Linked DNA regions of Anser cygnoides: regions 2 and 3 are each linked to region 1. A link is a contact called in public Hi-C data. All regions are on one chromosome and are shown on one strand. The core of a region is the stretch at or near the end of the contact, and the rest is flanking DNA. Distances in the headings are between cores, read along the strand shown. Region 1 overlaps LOC125179971 (a long non-coding RNA gene). Region 2 holds the start of VANGL1 (VANGL planar cell polarity protein 1). Region 3 holds the start of GSK3B (glycogen synthase kinase 3 beta).

What was found. Hi-C and Micro-C count contacts between places; a contact is called where the count stands out from the background.
Region 2: a contact with region 1 is called in a Hi-C map of liver, with 1.9 times the contacts expected there. The contact joins the promoter of VANGL1 here to the enhancer-like site in region 1. A contact is called at or near these places in 2 of 7 Hi-C or Micro-C datasets (both in liver).
Region 3: a contact with region 1 is called in a Hi-C map of liver, with 2.6 times the contacts expected there. The contact joins the promoter of GSK3B here to the enhancer-like site in region 1. A contact is called at or near these places in 2 of 7 Hi-C or Micro-C datasets (both in liver).

Annotation. Positions count from the first base shown.
Region 1 is chr1:99,574,707-99,579,213 of Taihu_goose_T2T_genome, forward strand. It overlaps LOC125179971 (a long non-coding RNA gene), which reads right to left. Exons shown (of 3, transcript XR_007158121.2): 3 at 1,593-3,126. Among named protein-coding and RNA genes, the nearest start is that of CD58, 41 kb to the right of the region's middle. Within about 2 kb of position 1,760, at least 2 of the 3 cell types and tissues checked have open chromatin away from gene starts, as enhancers often do. A contact at or near this core is called in liver, where this site is marked.
Region 2 is chr1:99,253,657-99,258,163 of Taihu_goose_T2T_genome, forward strand. VANGL1 (VANGL planar cell polarity protein 1) reads left to right here and starts at 2,519. Exons shown (of 8, transcript XM_048057963.2): 1 at 2,519-2,647.
Region 3 is chr1:99,864,907-99,869,413 of Taihu_goose_T2T_genome, forward strand. GSK3B (glycogen synthase kinase 3 beta) reads right to left here and starts at 2,515. Exons shown (of 12, transcript XM_067004041.1): 1 at 1,359-2,515. The coding sequence starts at 1,446.

The DNA of each region.
Region 1 (4,507 bases), core at 510-3,009:
CAGGGATGCCCAGCACCACACAGAGCCACCACAAACACACCTGACTGAGCCCAGCAGAAGCAAGCACATGCTTTGTGTTTAGCCAACCTTCAGGGAAGCAATATAAGCCAGCAGCTGGCCCACAGGAGCCAGGACTCCCACTCCCATCACCTTGTTGTTTGGCTTTGCCTCGACCACAGGACCCCTGTGTTTCCATTTCCTTGCTCTTACTGCATGTGGAAATGGAGAGGGCACCATCCAAAAGACATCTGCCCCCTTTGAGAAGAACAGCAAAGGACCAACTCAGCTTGGCACTGGCCAGCAAAGACAGGGGGAGTCTTCCACCTCTGTCACTTACAGAGACAGCTTGTCTAAGTGCTTGGAGCACAGGTCCTCGGGAATTAAATCCCTGGGGAAATACCTGTTTCTGCCCATCTGTTTCTTCCCAGCCACCCCACAGTGCTCTGCCACCACGAGGCCACTCTGCAGAGCAGAGAAAGGCAGAGGCTCAGTTATCTGTCTCCATGCAGGAGTTTAAGCACCTGAACTCCACATTATGGATGTGGGCCAAACACCTATGCACCTGGCAGGACAGAGGCTGGGCAGGAGCTCAGAGGCACTGATAATGCCCCAGTGCAAATGCCGGAGGCCAGCAGGTGCCACTCAGCATCACTGGGAGCTGCTGGAGCTGGACTGGTGTGAGAGAAGGGGCTTCAGAGAGGCTTCACAGCAGAGAAATTACGGTGGCTCTCCACTTTTCCCTTCCAGAGTTAGGGTGACCAGCTTTTTCAGCAAAGGGGACCCCTTCCTGGGCCTGGCATCTGTGGAGCTTGCCTGCAAGCCTTTTTTTTTTTTTTTGTGATGTGCAGCCAAAGGTTTTGGGGAGTCAGCAGGTGTGTCAGTCAGGTGAATCTAGACACAGATTGGTTTTAAAGACATGGATGCTATCTCACCATCTCTGTCCCAGAGCCTGTCTCCTCATCTGTGCTGCTGCTTTACAGCCTGCTGGGGCCTCTGCACCCAGTTCAGAGTTAATATTTTATCTAGAGGTCCAGAGAAGCTCGGTGAAAATTGTTCTAGCCTTGAAATGCCAAAGGTAACTTTAAGATGTTTCCTTCCAGACTCTGAAGCATTGCTATTAGAAATGTATTCTCTGATAAGGAAATGGCTCTGGCTAACATCTGCGGAGATTATTCATGGAAATCAGTGCTATGATTGTCCCTGTGTCCTTTTCATCCGTCTTTTCTGAACTCCACCTTTATGGAGACCAAGTGCATTAACCTTCCAACACCGGTGAGAGCAGTGAGAAAAGTGAGAGCAGGTCTCCAGCAGAGGAAAATCTGCTCATCCTGAAAAGTCTTCTTTGTTCTCATTGCACAGGATCATTTCTCTACCACGCAGGATATTTATGGGAGGGACAGCAGTGGCAAGGGGAGTAATGACGCTTTTTTGTTTAATTATTAACTCACGCCGTCGCCTGCTGCCACATACTCCAGTCAACACCACAAGGCAGTGGGGCTGTGCTGGCTGGAGAGCTCAGCAAGAGGCGGGCAGTAAAGAAAAAGATAATTTCTCATTCATCTGCTCATTTATGTTGTGCTCTGACCTGCCTTACTTTGCTGGTGCTTGGGTTTCTCCACCAGCAACGTCTGAATGGCTGTAGCATGTTTATTCCTACCTGCCAAGCACTGTCCCAACAGCACTTCGAGCCTCACACACACTACACACAGCGTTTTCCAGAAACAGCTGACACTCTGGTGTATTATTTCTGGGGGACCATGTAACAACTACTTCAAAGAGCAAATGTAGCTAGAATAAGAAAGGCAGCCAAGAGAAATTCATCTCACTGAGTTCTCTCACCGCCATCAAAAAGATCTGTCTTGCAACCCATCGCTGCATAGTTCGCAAACCATCAGGAAGAGTTTTACAGCTCAGAGATACAGGTTTCAGTAGAATTTGCTAGAAACCTTCTGCCAAACTGTTTTTCAAATTTTAATGGAAGTTAATCACATCCAAATCATTTCCAGGGGAAGCGCGGCTTTCAAAGAACATGTCAGCTTGAAATATTGCTCAGGGGATCACTTTTGTAAGTACCATAATATTTAGACATTTTTTAAAGTAAAAAAGATCTTCACCATAGATTTGCAATGCTTAGTCAATAAAAAGGAGAAGGCTAACTGTACATAAGTGGTTCTAAATAAAACATTTAGGTTGCTGAAAGAAAACATTTCAACTGAACAAAAAGAGATTTTTTTCTAGTAAAATATCAATTCTTTGAGAAGTTAGAGATTTTAACTTTTTATGCCAACTCAGGACACATACTTTTCCTTAATATCTAGATTATTTGGTAGAGGGGGAATCTATTTCCCATTCAACTTGCCTTTTACAGAGGCAGAATACAATAAAGCTGAGGCAAATTTTGCTGGAAAAAAAAATCTCCACCAGAATCCTTTACATTATTGAAAATGACCCCAAGGCAACCAGTGACATTTGTCACCAAGGTTGTCAGCTGTAGTTTTAGCAGCACTTCCCCCTGTGAGCAAACGCCTGAGATGTCAGCACGTGTCCATGCTGCCTGGGAAATGAGCTGTGTTCCTATATCTCTGTCTATTTTAAGGCATAGCCCATATGCAGTCCTTTCAGCTCCTCACAGTCAGGAATGTGGCTCCTTCTGGAAACCATCCCCTCGGTGAGACAGCTGGGCTTTGACCGAGGGCTGAATATTCACTGCACAACACAGCCTGCGTGGCGTGGGTTAGGATACCCCGAGCTGTGCCGTCAGCAGCAGTGTGTGTCCAAGTGAGCACCTCCGTGCTGCAGGTTTCCAAGGTTTCACAACCTCAGCTCTCAGGGCAGATCAGTGAATGTGGGAGGGACTTTGGCTTATGCAATTCACACAGCTCCCACTTATTTCCAGTCCTCATGCACCAAGAAACTTTTAGGCTGGACCCTCACACCCACTTCTTCCCAACCTGACCCCCCATCAGTTTCCTTCTGAGGCCTCCTCCACTCTCTGCGCTCTTCAGGCCATGAGTGCTCCTGATGGCTTGTGCCAGGTGACTGCTTCTCCACGTCTCGTGAAGGCTGCCAGCCAAGCTTTGCTGCCCTGCTTAGTCCAACAGTCTGAAATGACCTTCAAGAGACTGGCTGCAAGGTGAACGCACACAAGCTGGTTATTCAGCATCCAGAAATTAGAGCAAATGAGAGAAAACAAAGCTGGTTTGACTGTCTTCTGCAAAACATCATTGTCTAAAAGTCAGATCTGTAAGCCCCAAAGCAGAAGCTAAGAAGAGCCAAGGGCCAAGGTAACACGAACTCAGGGTCCTGAAGGACTTCTGGCTGGGCTCCCAATGGAGAAAATGAGAACCAGTGGGAATTGGCACAATATTATTCCAGACCATGTCTAACTGGGTATTGACAGGCTGATCCAAATCAGTTCCTTATATTCCCTGCTTTTCCTATGGTCACTCCTGAGGAAATTCAGTAGGATGGTGTAATCTTTGATTCAAGGTGGGCAAGGCAATAGTCCAAATCAGTGACAAACTTTGGAAACCGACAAGTTTCAGAAGAGATCCTTGAAAATTCTCCCCCAACCAAATGTCCTAATGGTTCCTGAGAGCCCTAATGCAGATTTTATCTGCCCTGTGACCATCGAACATTATAATGATGTTCACTGTACTTATCCCCAGAGCACTCACAGGGCAGACTGGCCAGGGGGAGAGACAGCACCTCAGTTGCACCCCAGAATCATCAGGTGGTTGATTTAGTCTCTCAGAGCAGGGGTGAGTGATCTGGGAAGGGAAAGAGGGGGGGATCTCAACAGATCTCAACTCTCTGCTTGTATTTAAGCACCACCACAAGCCTCCTGCAACGCCTAGTCTGTAAAGGTGGTGCCGAGGCTTAGGGGTAATCAGGTTTTATGACTAAAACTCTCCCTTCTCAGTCCTTGAACAAGAAAAGTGTCTCCATGTTTCCTCCCAAGCCCATCAAGCTCATTGATGTGTGACTAACTCTTTCATTGACCAAAGCCCAACCACTTCCCTCACGTGATCTTACATAACTGCTCATCTATTTCATTAATGAATGGAGCTTGAGAAAATTTCCATTGCCCAAGGCCCTTGGGGAAAAACGCGTGAGCGCAATCTCCACTTTTTGTGTGCCAATGTGGGATTTTCCTATGGATTAACTGAGTACAGTGGAATTTTTTTTGGTTGCTGTCATTGGTGCCTGAAACGGTATGGAAACAGATGGGCACCACAGAGAAAGAATAAAAAAAAAAAAGGAGCCCCTGCCTGAGCTAGAGGAAACAGAAGTCTCCCTGTGCCAGGAGGAGTGGCAGGGACGTCATCACTGTGGGTAGGGACTGCACCTATTCCCAGGCAGGTGGCTGCTGCCAGGCAAATGCTGCTGTGTTTGCTCAGCTCTGTGCAGAGCCAAAACATCTTCCAGCCTCGGCAGAGACCCAGCAGCGCTGGCTTACTGGTGTTCTGGGGGCCTGGGGAAAAGAGCTTGTCCTGGAGCTGGCGAG
Region 2 (4,507 bases), core at 1,269-3,768, 320 kb before region 1:
GAGAACATTAGTCATGTTTCTGTTGGAAAAAGAATTGAAATGACTGTTAAGGAAGCCAGTAGCTGCTTCTTGAAGACCTGAAAAAGTGTCAGTTTTTCCTGAGCAATTATTTATTTACTGAAGTAAATAAAAGGCTACTATCCTTCTTCCCCTACTTCAGTGAACTTTAGGTTGTAGCACTGGCTTTCATGTGATAAGGATTTTTTTTTTTTTTAATGGCGGAAGAGAGGCAAATTTGGAGCAAATCAAGAGGTGTTTGTGATCTCATGGAAGCCAGCTGCAGAAAGGGATGAAAAATCTGAGATCATATCCTTCATCTGTGTGCCATATCATGAAACAGGCCAAGCGTGGGCCTGGCTTCATGTGAGTGTCTTAACTCTGTATCTGCTTGTTCTGTGTATGCATCTATAAACATTCCTCAAAGCAGTGCGAGTCCATGCACTTGACCACATGCAGATCCTTCCTAAAACATTCCCTGGCCACTATGCCAGCAGGAATGTGAAAAGGTCAGAATAGATGGGAACTAAACAGTGCTGGTTTCTTGCATTGCATGCAGACAGTGTACGCCCTGGACCAAAGACCACATTTGTTTGATATGGATGTACTGGAGTGAGTCTGGCCTAGGTCCACTAAAATAATTAAAGGATCGGAGCATCTGACATACCAGGAGAGGCTGAGAGCTGGGATTTTCCAGCCTTGAAAAGAGAGGTTTCAGAGGGGAATCGATGCATATAAATGTGTATTGATGTGTATAAATATTTGATGCGAATAAAGAAGGTGGATCCAGTTTCTTCTCAGCAGAACCCAGTGAAAGGAAAAGAAGGAACAGTCACAGACTGAAATACATGGAATTCCATTTAAACATAAGAAAACGTTTTTACTAGTTCATTTCATTCGTTATACGTTTTACTGTTCAAACCCTGGAATACGTTGCACAGGGAGGCTGTGGACTCCTTGGAGATACTCAAAACATGGCTTAGTACAACCTGCTCCAGTTGACCTGTTCTGAATGAGGACACTGGACCAGATGGTCTCCAAAAGTCCATTCCAACTTAAATCATTCTCCTGTGAATCTACGATCTGCTCTGGGTATTCTTAAAACAAACAATCAAGAAAATAACAACAAACACCTCTAATCCTGCCTATTCAGTAGTGATATGCTACGCTGACATAGCTTAGCACTTTACAGATTTCTAAACTATGACCCTACCGCACAAGTAGGTTGACTCATGCCAAAAGTTTCCTCATGTCTGAGTGGTTTAAACAGATGATGAAAGATAAGCATGTAACAGCACCTCAGTATCTGCCTCTGAGCCTGTCTTCAGTGTATCCTTTCTTTGCCAGTGCTTTGTTTAACAGCTTGACACAGTCAGGTGGCAGAGGGCTTGCTGCTGGGTCTGACGCATATCTGTGCCACCTGGGTCTGGACAGGGCCTAGATGTATCCCCAGCTGAGATCTCATATGGATCTCCTTTCCTCCGTGTACTGCAATGAGTCCTGCTGCTCTGAACCACGAAACTAGTATTCAGGAATCTTTCAGTCTTTCCAGTCTCTTACTGGCTGTGCAGTACACAAGCCTTTTCTTGTCTGTGTCTACTGAGAAAATCTTGAGCAGCTGCTGGGGTAGCATAATAGGAGAAGAAGAAATAGGGACTGGACAGAGGAGGTTCTTGGTCCAAAGAAGTCCAGTTAAAGACTTCTGAAAAAGTCCCCTTCTCTGTTGAAGTTTTACTCCCCGAGTTCCTGTAGCCTGTCGGAGAGGGCAGCATCCCCCCTTGTCCTCCCCACGCCACACCAGTAAAACCATGCCCTGAGTCTCTCCCCTGTCCCAGATGCATGGGTTGAATAAGCTGTAGCCTGTTGCCTTTTGTCATGTTCCCCTGCTCTGAGCAGGAAACCAAGCTGCCCCGTAGTGAAGGTTTGGCAGCTGGGAGCCACGAGCACCCGGTGATGCTCTCAGCTCGATGTCGAACACTTTCCAGGGCAGGGCGACTGTCTGGAATGCAGCGGAGTGCCAGGGCCGTGGGCAGGTTTAGGCACATGTTGGTGTACAACGTGAGATGGAGCCTATCACTTGAGACCGGCCTCTTCCAGCCAGGCACGGGGTGGGTAAGATGTACGCCGTGCGGAGCAGGAGGCAATGGAGCTGCCAAACTGGAGGGATATGGGAACGGTTCTTCTAACTCCTGCCTGACTGAAATGGTGAAATCACGTAATGTTGTGCAGATGGTGAGTAGGGGACGGGTACCACAAGCAAAGTTAGCGCATTATTTTGGAAAAAAGGGAAATTGGAAGGGAAAAATAAAAGATGTAAGCTATAGAGGCCACACGAAGGCAACGCAGGAGCTGTCTGACAGGAGGAATTCAGTGCCCTCTGTGTTTGTCCCCTTTGTGGAGCGGGCTGTACCTCAGTAACTCAAAGCACACAGCTGGGATCTGGGGGGTTCCCTCACGCCCCCCCCCACCAGCCAGCTGACAGAATTAATTGTTATTAAGGGATGAGGAGGGCTCGGGGCCGGCCCGGGGCGGGGCTGCGGGGCGGTGCCGGGCACAGGAAGCGGAAAGCGGCGGCGAACGGCGGCCGCCGCCGGGGGAAGGCGGCGGAGGGCCGGGGCTAGGTCCGGCCGAGCGGGCATGGGGGAGGCAGGTCGGTCCGTCCGTCCGTGTGTCCGTCCGTGTGTCCGTCTGTCGGGAAGGAGGCGGGGGGGCTCATAGCCCGGCAGGGTGGGCCCAAAAAATCGTGGGCGTGCAGGGCTGAGAGGTGGCTGCTGTGCTGCGGATGGGGACGAGGGCTGCAGGACCAGGGCTGGAGGAGGTGGGCGCAGGGGGTGCAGGGGGTGCAGGAGGAGATGGCTGCGGGAGGTGGCTGCCGCCCCTCCCGGCGCTGCCCGGCTGCGGGTCTGAGCGCGCCCGGCAGAGGGCAAAGCCGCAGCCGCTGGTCCCGTAAGGGCACGCTCGGCACAGCCCCTGGAAGCCCGTCCTGTCCCGGTTTGGGCGCTTGTCCGGGCTGTGAGCAGGGTTATCCGGGCTGTGAGCAGGGTTATCCGGGCTGGGAGCAGGCTTTCTTAGCGCAGAGGCTGAGTTCTCCGCTCGCAGAGCGCGGGTGGCTCTGTGGCAGCGCTTCCAGGCGGGGGAAGCAGACCTGGCAACCCTCCTGCTGCCACAGCGGGGCTTTCCTCAGCCCTGGGTCTGTCATCGCGCCTCGCCCCGAAGTCTTTGCAGCTCTAGGGAGTTCATGCGTGAAGCGACACTGCCCAGAGGAGCAAATCGGGGTGTTGCGGAGCTCACACTGTGTCACACGTAAGCCCGCTGCCGGGGTGTCCCAGCTCAGAGGAGAGGCACCGCAGGGAAGGGAGCTCCAGCAGCGCTGGGGCTGCGTAGCCTTCGGACAGCTCGGCTGTGAGCGTGCTTGGCTCTCGTCCCCCTCCGGGGTTTGGCTTTGCAGCTGGCTGCAACTCCGAGACCGGCATTGGCTCTGCCAGCACCTCACTTGACCATTTATTTTTGAAAATTAACAAGTGAGTCTTGCAGAAAGCCTCCCCGAAGAGCTCTCCCTGTGAGCCGAGGTGTTGGAAGGGTTTCCAGCCTGCCTGGGAGCCACCCAGGCAAAGAGCTAACGGCCCGTGGTCGCTGGCCGGCTGCCTGGGAGGAGAGCAGACGCCTGAGCTGTGCCTGGTGATGCTCACCCAAATACAGGATTCCCTGTGGCTGCTGGTGTCCTCTTGGTTTTGGTGAGTGATAGCGGTATTCGTGGTGGCCTTTGATGCATTACGGACGTATGCACCTAGGGAGGACTTACCACCACGAGGAGGCCAGGGTACTGTTCTGGGGAAACACTACCAACGTGTCTGCAGTTGTCCTAGCAAAACTACATGTCGTACTGTTCTGGTAGCCTGCCTTCCACCCATGCCTCTGACAACCAGAGCTGAGAATAGTGTCAGAAACATAGTTTTGCTGTTACTGAGGTGCTGAGAAGGGACTTGAGGGACAGGATTGAGCAGAGAACTGTGATGTCTGGCTCTGCTAGGGGGAAACTGTAATTGTAAAGGCACGAGGAGTGCCGTGCTCCTCCACGTCTGGTACTGACACCGGGGAATTTGGCAGCAGGAGGAAAACGAACTGTTTCGAAAACTGTCTTAGGACTTTTTAATTTATCATTAGCCTTTATCTCAGAACTACCTGATTTAGGTTGAATTCAAAACCTGGCGATTTCCCTGGGGATCATGCCCTTGCCCTTCCTTCTTGCCAAGTCAGATATCGAGGATTGGGCAGATGGAGGCATCAGAGACAGACTCTGTCATGTGGAGTCCAGCTGTGTAGCGTGCTGCGGGGTTGCTCAGGGTCTGTAGACTTATTTTTTTATTTTCAAATAGAAAACGTAGGAAAGCATGCAGTCTCCTAAAGGAGAGCACTTTCACTAGGGAAACCTTTTGTAATTCGTAACCTTTAACGTTATCTCAATATCTAACTGCTATGGCTAAAAATAAACTTTGAAAATAAGGTATGG
Region 3 (4,507 bases), core at 1,265-3,764, 290 kb after region 1:
CAACAAAACCTGCTCCTTATTCCGCACGCACATAAAGTGAATCAATAAATTAAAATGGAGTCACCCACGGCTTTTCCCCACGTAAATTAAGATCCTAAATACGCGTCAATGTTGAATCTGATCGAACATATACCCTTACGCTGCTAATGTGGGTTAACTGCACTCCTGTTTTTTGAAGTGCTGCAGGCACTCTGATCATGCAGATACAAGGTAGGTTACAGACCCCAAGCCCGACGCTCTCTTCAAGGCTTCAACCGCAGTGGAAGACATTTCAGTGCAGAGAGACCCATCAGAAAACCCGATCCGTCAAAAAGCCCACGATCACGCAGAGCTTTGGCACGAAACGCGTCGAACAATATGAAACACACATGCACACACAGAGCGGTGTCAGGTGTGGCTACACGCAAGTATTGAATGGATCAATCAAACGGCAACGCACGGCAAGCCTTCCAGGTCCCATAAAGACCCTACCCTCCATTTCCATCAGAAAACGGAAAATATTCTTTGAGAACCAGGCTGGCAGCACAAACCGGCAACAATTTAGTCGTTCATACGCACGTATTCAAATGAGGAGTCAAGAAATTGCCTATTATAACCATAGTGCTCATCTTTGGCGACTCAGAGCAGGGCCTTTTTCCATTCACACCGTGGATTTGCTGAGACGTAATTAATTCGCATGAAACAGCCGATCCCCCAGGCCGGGGGGATACGAAGGATGGGCACACATCCGACACTTTGCCAATTCCCAACGTGCCCGTGCAGCATAAAGCCTAGGCCTCGTTCCGAACAATATTCCCCCGATCAGCAAGCTGGGAAAGGCGTACCGAGCTGGAAATAACCCCTCGGTATACTCACATGCGGCGGTAAGGATGTTCTTATTCCCTGTATCGAGCGTTTTTACCGCTGCCTGAATCGCGAAAGAGGCACCTTTTGTAACCCCCTTCCCCCCCCCCCCTTTTTTTTTTTTTAAATGGGCTGGACTAGGAGGTGCTCACACCCGATCTCCGGGCGTTGGGAGAGGGGGGAAAAAAAAAAAAAAAAAAGGAAAAAAAGACCCCACATCGGGAGATCGGGAGCAGGGGGGTACCTGCGTGCCCGTCATTCATTTCGGGGGGCGGTGGGGAAGGAGAAAGGGGAGGGGGGGGATACACACACACACACACAGACACACACACACAAAACCCCGGCCCTGGGAGCCCGCTTCACAAAGGGAAGGGCTGCCAGCGGGCAGAGGGGCCGAGCCCAGGGGCAGGGCGGCTTTTTTGGGAGCCGGGCGCCCACCCCCAGGGCAGGCTGAGGGGCTTCAGGGGAGGGCCGGGGGGTGCCGGAGCCTTCCTCCCCCCCACCCCGATACTCACGGCTGACTTTCATGCTGCCGAAGGCCGAGGGCTGCTGCACCGGCTTGCAGCTCTCCGCGAAGGACGTGGTCCTGGGCCGCCCGGACATGGTCTCCCGCTGCGGCTGCGCCCCGCCGCCCTCTGCCCGGCTGCTGCTGCTGCTCCTCTTCCTCCTCCTCCTCCTCCTCCTCCTCGGCCTCTCCCGGCGCTCAGGCGGCTCGGGGCGAGCCCTGCCTCATCAACCGCGGCCCCTCGCCGGAGGGGGGGGGGGGGGGGGGGGGGAGAGGGGGGGGGGCCTTCCCCTGGCGGTGCTGCCGGCCTCGCGGCCCCGCTGTCGGTCGGTCGGTCCGTCCGTCCGTCCGTCGGTCTGTCCGTCCGTCTGTCGGTCGGTCGGTCCGCCCGCCGGCCCGCTCACAGCGCCATCCCCTCCCCGCAGCGCCCTGGCTGCCGGAGCCGCCCCCGCCCGCCGCGGGGCTGCGCTAGGCCTCGCTGCCCCCACCCTCAGCGCCAGTCACATGGGGCGGAGGCTCGGGACGGCCTCCTCCGACGGCCTCGTCTCCTCTTCCCCCTTCCCTTTTTTTTTTTTTCTCCTCTTTTCTTATTATTTTTTTTTTTTCCTCCTCTTCCTTCCCCCTCTCCTCGCCTTCCCCCCTGCCCTCTGCGGGAGGCGGCGCGGGCAGCGGGACTATTTCTCCCTCCTCCCCCCCCCCCTTCTGCGGAGGGATCCTCCGGCGGGAGGTGAGGCGGCCGCTCGCGAAGGGAATCCGGCGAAGGCGGCGGAGGGATCCGCGGCGGGCGGAGCGGTGATGCGGCCGGCGGCGGGGCCTCTCCCTCGCTGCGCTCCCCTCCCTCACAGCGGCGCTGAGGCGGCGGCGGCGGCCGGGCGGCTCCTCATTGCCCCCGCACGGGCGCCTGGCGGCGGCTCAGCCTGCGCAGGCTGCAGCGCGGGCGCCGGCCGGCGGCGGCGGGGCAGGCCATGGCGGCGGCTCCTTCCTCAGAGCGCTGGTGCTCGCTGCTGCTGCTGCTTCTCCGAGCACCCCCCCCCCCGGTCCCCGCTGCTAAAGCCGCGCAGCCGCCTATGCCCGTCGCCGCCCTACGCTGCGCAACGGCCGTAGGCGCCGTCTGTGAATAGCCAGCCGAAGGGCCCGACGCGCTCGCTGGCCCCCCCCTCACGGAAACAGCCGAGCCTCGTCGGGGCCAATCCCCAGGCCGCTACGGGGACGGCTGTGGCGGCTCGTAGCCAATCGCGGGGCCCCGACGGGCGCGGCCGAGTCCCCCCGAAGCGAGGCGAGGGCCCAATGGCAAAGCGCCGCCGCCGCCCTAGCAGCGCGGTCGGGCAGCCAATGGGAGGCGGCCGCCTCTTCCGGGAGGAGCCGAAGGGAGCCGAAGCGGCGCAGCCAATCAGAGGGCGCGCTGCCTCGGTTACACGGCCCTGGGACGGCTTCGAGCCGCAGCCCGAGGCGGAGAGCGGGCGCGGGCTGCGATTGGCTGCCGCGGCGGCGCGCTGCGATTGGCTCAGGGGGATGAGGCGGCCCGAAGACGCCAGCCAGCTGTCTGCCTCCGACCAATCCCCGGGCCGCACCGGCGGGCAGCGCCCGCTCCCATTGGGCGGTGGGGGACGGAGGGCGGGGCCTGTGGGCCACGCTTCGCCGCGGTGGGGCCTCGCGCGCCGCCTCGCTCACCTTTATGACCTCACCGGCTGCGCAGGGCGGGGCCGGCAGGGAGCGCGCATGCGCAGTGCGGCGGGGCGGGCCCGGTGCCGCCCTGGGGCCGGGGCCGTGGCCCTGGGGTGGGGGGTTGGCCGGGGCCGGGAGCCCCCGGGAGCCGGCATGGCCGCCACGGCTCCCCCCGGAGCGGTCCCCAAACGGCCCCGGGGCTGTTAAGGCCCGTTTGAAGAAACCCCCCCCGGTCTGTCGTCTCAGGGCGGGGCAGCCCCCGGTGGAGCCGTTACAACCGTTGCAACCGTTAAAACCGTTACCTGGCCCGTTACAGCCGTTACAACCGTTCAAACCGTTACCCGGCCTGTTACAGCCGTTACAACCGTTAAAACCGTTACCCAGCTGGTTACAGCCGTTAAAACCGTTACCTGGTCCGTTACAACCGTTAAAACTGTTACCCGGCTGGCCGTTACAGCCCGGCTGGTTACAAAAACCGTTACTTGGCCCATTACAACAGTTAAAACTGTTACCTGGCCGGTTACAGCTGTTAGAACTGTTAAAACCGTTGCAACCGTTAGGGCCCGGTACCCCTTTTTGCCCCTGGCCTGTTCCGTGGGGTCCCCCCCTCAGTGACCTTGTGGCCGTCAGGGGCCGCTTCCCTAGGGGTGTGCAGGCCTGCACCCCGTGGAAGCACAAAGGTTTAATAATTCCTGTTAAAAATGCAAGGTTCCGTTCCTGTTAATGTAAAATAAAAGGGTTTAAACGGATCGCTGCTGTCGCACAAAGTGGTGTGGCTGTGGAAATGAAATAGCGATGTGGCGAGGTGGCTTTTTAAAAAGCACGGCTGTGTAGTGCCGGCGATCACCGTGAGGAGCAGAGGGGACGGGGACAGGGTGATAAACCTACTGCAGAAACCAGCCTGAGTGAAGGGGGAACAGACAAAGGCTCACAAAGTTCTCTCAGTTCAGCTCTCGCTAGCAAACTATAGGAAACACAGCTTATATTAGAGCCACTAAAACGGCCTTCGTATCCAGGTCTTGGTGCCACCATGAGTGGATTTTGCTTGGCCCTGGCCAGCGTCCAGACCGTTCTTGTGACTTCTGGAAGAGCCTGTACTTCTCCAGGGTTCTTAAATATCCGTGGGGACAACTCATCTGGCAGAGCAGGAGCTGGAGAACTGCTCCCTGCCGTGACCTCGGTAACATTACTCAGCAGCCCTCTGCAAAAGTTGAGTACTGCTTGCTTATACCATTTAAAGAAAAAAAAAATGTTCTCGCCAGAGTAGTTTATACCACAAACAAAGTAACTTGGACTAGCAGCAGCACTTTTTGCCAGCGCTAGAGTCTAAGAGCTGCTGCTTTCTTTTCAAGGCATCAAAATATTGCCTGTTTATCCTTTTTTTCTTCTTGTGTCCCATTCCAAGCAACACTGCTATGTGAGCAATGAAAGATCTGGCCAAAGGCAGCTAAGATTTACCCTGTACAACAGCTTTGTTCCAAAGCAGAAAACCAA